2 separate regions of the Sus scrofa genome follow, and region 1 is linked to region 2. A link is a contact called in public HiChIP or PLAC-seq data. All regions are on one chromosome and are shown on one strand. The core of a region is the stretch at or near the end of the contact, and the rest is flanking DNA. Distances in the headings are between cores, read along the strand shown.

Region 1 (2,700 bases), core at 98-2,597, 140 kb before region 2:
CACTTTTTAAAAATAATTAACAGGAATATTTCTTTTAGATCTACCAAAGTGACACACAAGCAAAAGCTAAAAACAATCACTGTGTACCAACCAACCGCGCAGCAGGCATTGTTCAAAAACCTCAAAGTCGAAGGTCTATTTACAAGTTCAGGAGGCACAAAACCCCAAAGGCCTTAATTTCAACCCCTTTTGCTTCTCCTTTCCAGTTCGCATTATTTTTTAAACAGGTGACCTATTTGGTGAAGGTTACGAGACAACCTGGCAACATTTACCATTCAACAAACGCTATCTGCAGGAGTTGGAGGTAGTTTCTTAACAAAAGAGCTCCAGGAAGCTTGGACATGCCCATTTCAGGGAGGACCCTCGGCCGATCCATTCTTTCGCAAAAGATACAGATCCAAAGGCAGCGGCCACTCCCGCCCCATCCGTTCTTAAGTTGAAAGCGTTATTCCGTCTGCCCTGGGTGAGCACGAGAATTAGGTAAGAGGCCCGCGCGGGGAAAGGGATCCGGGCCTCGGCTCGCGCCCACGAGTGGCCAGGTGGACCCCGCAGCGTCCCGCCGGCGCTCGAGCCCACGCTGCATCCCGGGCCCGGCGGCGGTGGCGCTCGACTCCCCAAGGCGGGGGAAGCGGCGGCGGCGCCGAGACGGAAGCTTTTCCTGTAGGTGAAAGGTCAGAGGCGCCGCGGGAGAGGCTGCCGTGCGCGCCCAGCCGCTCGCGGACTCCCTCTCGCGCCCGCCACTCCGGCCCCTCTTTGGGCTCCGGGCCCCGTGCCCGGCCCTGGCTACGGCCTCGGCCTCTCTCGGAGCCCCGCACAGTCGGCCTCGCCGCTCCGGCCGCTGTCCGCGCTCCCAGCCCGCCCCGAGCAGCGCGGCGCTGCCAGAGGGCGGGCTCTACCGGCTGCAGCCGCAGGCTGTTGCGGGAACTGGGGACGCAGCCGTTGGCAGTTGGGAGGAAAGGACCTCCCCGTGCCCTACGCCCCCCGTCCCGGGCGCGGCTACGGCCGCTTTTTTCCTCACCGGCTCTTACTGGCGCTTCTCTGCCGAGCTACGTTCCCCGGGCGTAGACCGGACAGTCCCACTGCGGCGGCTGCTGCGGGGGGGGGGGGGCCTCCGGGAAGAGGCAGGTTGGAGAAAACTAAGGGGGAAGGGTTTTAAAAAGTGGGGGCAGGGAGCTTTCGGGGTTTGTGTATTTGTGGGGGGGTCAGAGTTCGTGACCCCTCCCTCGGCTCCTCGTTGCGCGCTCCCGCCCGCGCCTGCGCATTAGTGGCGAGAGGAGGTCGTGACGTTCCCTGGGTGGATGAGAGAACCCAGCCTCTGAATAATTGGCTGCCCCCTATCGGGTAGGAGGGAGACTGCACTGCCAGAGCCCTATGGGCACTTTTAGAAGCCGCTTGTTTAGCGTCGTTTGCAAAAGGTGGTAAAGGAAGATCCGATTTTGGCAAAAATAAATGACCGAATCAGTTTTATGACAGTTCGGTTTCTAACTTGTGGGAATCTGGCTCTGTTAACAGACTTTCTCTTACCTTAGACTAAAAGGTTTATTAGAAGAGTAACAAAATAGGGTACATCCCAATAAAATATTTTAAATTACCTTAAATAAAACAAGCTGGGGTATAATCCTGTATGTGGCGAAGTTTTACTTAGTCAACTCTTGTGAATAAATAGGTTTAATGGCCAAACGGAGCTAGTGATTATATTCTAAATCATTTAGAATGTAATCTTCCTAAGACTGGCTTTAGTCTGTTTTCCTCAGCGGTTTGTTTCCAAGCTTATAGGACAGTGCTTAAAGGGCAATAAACATTTGCGAAAAGAAGAGGCATTGACGGAGCATCACATTCTTTTTTTTTTTTTTTTTTTTTAATGGCCACACCCCTGGCATATGGCAGTTTCCAGGCTAGGAATTGCAGCTGTAGCTGCTGGCCTTCGCCATAGCAATCCCAGACCTGAGTCACCTACACCACAGCTCAAGGCTATGAGCAAGGCCAGGAATTGGACTCATATCTCCATGGATACTAGTCGGACTTGTTACCGCTGAGCCAGGGTGGGAACTCTAGCCACAAGGGAACACATTCTGATACTACCAGAAGCATGGCGGTGTAGCAGGAAGAGCTGCCCTGTGTGGTTTTCACATTAAGAGCTTTCTTTTAGTATTGATAGGCACTAGAAAAGCAGTCAGGGATTCAGGAAGCCCAAGTCTGGAAAAACAAAAGTGAGCTGAGAAGGAGAACATCACTTTTGTCATTTTCCTCTGGACCCAGGCAGCTGGACACAAAAGGGGCATGCACCAACCCTTAACACGTGGAAATATGTTTTTCGTCTCATTCTCCAAAGTCTCCTTTTCCTATTAGTATCATTTGTTGTGTTTGGTGGTTTTAAGGCAGCCCTTCCTGCAGGCAGTCAAATTTGGAATCAGATAGTTAAGTCTCAAAGGTGACAACTAAGAAAGGATACTGTAGGTCCAATGGAAAAAGGCAATCTGAGACCTTTCCTCTATTCTCAGTGCCTAATATGGGGTTACCCCCTTATCATCCAATTAATTCACCTAAGTCATGGTAAACTGACTTAATAAAGTTTGAAAGTAGAAGCCAGCTTGGGAATATATTGTATGAGTGAAAGAGAGCTACCCCTAATTATGATTCAGGAAAACAGGTCTGTGTGGTTCATCTTTAAAATGAGTGACTACAAAAAATTATGGTTTA
Region 2 (2,700 bases), core at 163-2,662:
CTGGACTTGAAAGTAGTTTATAAGAGTGGAGTACTATTATTTTTATAGTCCCAAGATTCTTTGTAGCCAGTTTCTAGACTTGTGTAATTTGAGGCAAATTCATATGAATTTATAGCTCATCTGAGAGAAATGATTAGTAATAAATATAGATGTTATCAGGAGACTTATGCTGACCCACTTTGAATTTTCTAAGTCTGGTTTCTGGTTTAAAAAATATGCAAACAAATTAAATGCTTTATTAGTCCAAGCTAATGAACTTATTTACTCTAAGTTACTTGCAAGTAGTGGAGTAAATAACAGCTTTGGCTCTGTGTGGCTGCCTAGGTTCAAATCCTGCCTCTAGCATTTACTATCTCTGTGACCTTGCGAAGTTATCTTGGTTTCTCTGTGCCTTGGTTTCATCGTATCTTAAATGAGCGCTGCCTGAAAGGTTATTGTAAAGATGAGAGTTAGTAAATAAAAATGCTTAGAACAGGGCCTGGCATGGTGTGGTTATTCAGCAGATGGTGCTGCTTTTGTTTGGGAAGGAATTAGTGGGGAGGGAATCAACAAAAGCAAGGAGAACTTACCCTGATGATCCTCTTGTGAGAAAAAAGTGTATCTGGTAGCAGCAAACAGAAAGTGCCTCCACTCACATCTCCAAACCAGAGGTAAACACCGCTGTACCCTGAGAGATGGGTAGAGGGAGCAGGTCAAGGGCCACTTCCAGATGTCCACTGCTTCTGGCCCCCATAGCCTGGAGGAAACTGCAGCACTGGAATACTTGCTTTAATTTTGTGTGCTGATATTGTTTACACTGGTGCCTGCTATGTTCTATCACCTTTGGTGACTAGATTTCTAAATGGGTAATATACTACTTTTTGATGATTTTTTTTCTTATGTGCCTGAAAATTTCCCTCTGGTTTCTGCCTGAATTATTCCCAGTTGCCACTTTATTAACCCGAGGCTAATAAATATAGAACGTTCTTAAGGATGAGTAAACAGAACCTGTAGATCATAAGACCAGTTCTATGAAGGTTTGGAGGAACTCCAGTTTTCCAAAATATTCTCACAGGGGAAAAAAAAAATCCTGATATGTTTCCAGATTTAGGAGACTATAGTTGTGTTCCACCAGTGAAAGGGTCATAATTTGAGATGAGGACAACCTGAAGAGAGAGGAAATATATGTATGTGTGTGTGTATACATACATACATACATACATATATAGGTACATAATTGAATTAAAAATTATGCTCTGCGGGGCCTGCATTTTAGACCTTACACAATATGAAATCTGATATTTATTAGCCATGTCTTTTACTTTTGTTTATTCTGATTCATTTACCAACTTGGGCCCTTGCTGACCCCGGGGGGATTGCTCCTCCCATGTTACTAAAAGACAGCAAACTGCTCTTCTGGCTACTATCCATATCTGCCTGATCACCCAGGGTCAGGTACCAGGCCCTCCCAGGGACAGCCCCTATGCTGCAGCCCCTGCTGAAACCATCCATCTAGCCAGTCTTAAGCCTGCTTACCTTGCCTTGCCCATTCCTCCCACAGAAACCACCATAAAGGCTCTCTACCTTCATTTTGCTCTTCTCCCAACCACTGATCCTGATGCTTTCCCATGGGCCCTCCCCTCCCCCACGGCATGGCCTGCTTCCTTCTTTTGGTATCTGTGACTGTAACAAACTATCTTTCCAATGGCAGTTGTCTCCTGCTCTGTTGGTTTCACCACACCTGTATAATAAAACCTATATTTTAAAATAGTAACACAAACTTGAGAGAGAAATCTTAGTTGTTCCTTTTAGATCTGCTTTTTCTTCAGGCATTTTTGTGTTCTGATCAAGGGTGTAGGCTTTGGACTCAGACCCGCTAGCTTCACATTCTGCTGTGACCTTGGACAAGTTATTTAACCTCTGTATACCCCCAAATGGATAAATATTAAGAATGCCTTTTTTTTTTTTTTTTTTGCTTCTTTTTATGGCATATGGAAGTTCCCAGTCTGGGGTCGAATCAGAGCTGTAGCTGCTGGCCATAGCCACAGCCACAGCCACAGCCCCTCGGGATCAGAGCTGTGTCTGTGACCTACACCACAGCTCACAGCAATGCCAGATACTTAATCCACTGAGCGAGGCCAGGGATCGAACCCACATCCGCATGGTTACCAGTTGGGTTTGCTACCTCTGAGCCACAATGGGAACTCCAAGAATGCCTCTTTACACATTTGTTGTTAGGGAGTTCCCATTGTGGCTCAGCAGTAAGGAACCTGACTTGTATCCATGAGGACGCGGGCCTTGCTCAGTGGGTTAACAATTTGGCGTTGCCATGAGCTGTGGCTCACATCCCGTGTTTCTGGGGCTGTAATGTAGGCTGACAGCTGCAGCTCCAATTTGACCCTTAGCCTGAGAACTTCCATATGCCAAGGGTGCAGCCCTAAAAAGATAAAAAAAAAAAAGAAAGTTTATTGTTAGGAGTAAATGAGATCTAAAACACGCTTAACTTAATGCCTATCCTATAAGTAACTTAACAAATCTTAGCTGCTTTTACTGTTACTCTTATTATTTTCCAGCTTTGCCTTTACTTTTTTCTAAAATATTGATCTTCTCTGGGGCCCTCCTCTCACACTATATATATTATAGCTCATCCCATCCACTCCATATATTTTGCATTTTTGTGACTTTTTTGTACTGTTTGAATTTTTAATTTAAAAATAGCAA

What was found. HiChIP or PLAC-seq counts read pairs in DNA pulled down with a chosen protein or histone mark.
Region 1: a contact with region 2 is called in an H3K27ac HiChIP or PLAC-seq map of skeletal muscle. The contact joins the promoter of NR2C1 here to the promoter of FGD6 in region 2. A contact is called at or near these places in 1 of 47 Hi-C or Micro-C datasets (liver) and 2 of 2 datasets of contacts at active chromatin or transcription factors (alveolar macrophages and skeletal muscle).

The regions. Positions count from the first base shown.
Region 1 is chr5:88,229,830-88,232,529 of Sscrofa11.1, reverse strand. It overlaps NR2C1 (nuclear receptor subfamily 2 group C member 1), which reads right to left and starts at 1,347. Exons shown (of 14, transcript XM_005664254.3): 1 at 1,019-1,347. It overlaps LOC110260793 (a long non-coding RNA gene), which reads left to right and starts at 372. Exons shown (of 3, transcript XR_002344252.1): 1 at 372-480.
Region 2 is chr5:88,085,744-88,088,443 of Sscrofa11.1, reverse strand. FGD6 (FYVE, RhoGEF and PH domain-containing protein 6) reads right to left here and starts at 1,412. Exons shown (of 23, transcript XM_013998063.2): 1 at 570-1,412. All of the region lies in intron 1 of VEZT (vezatin), which reads left to right.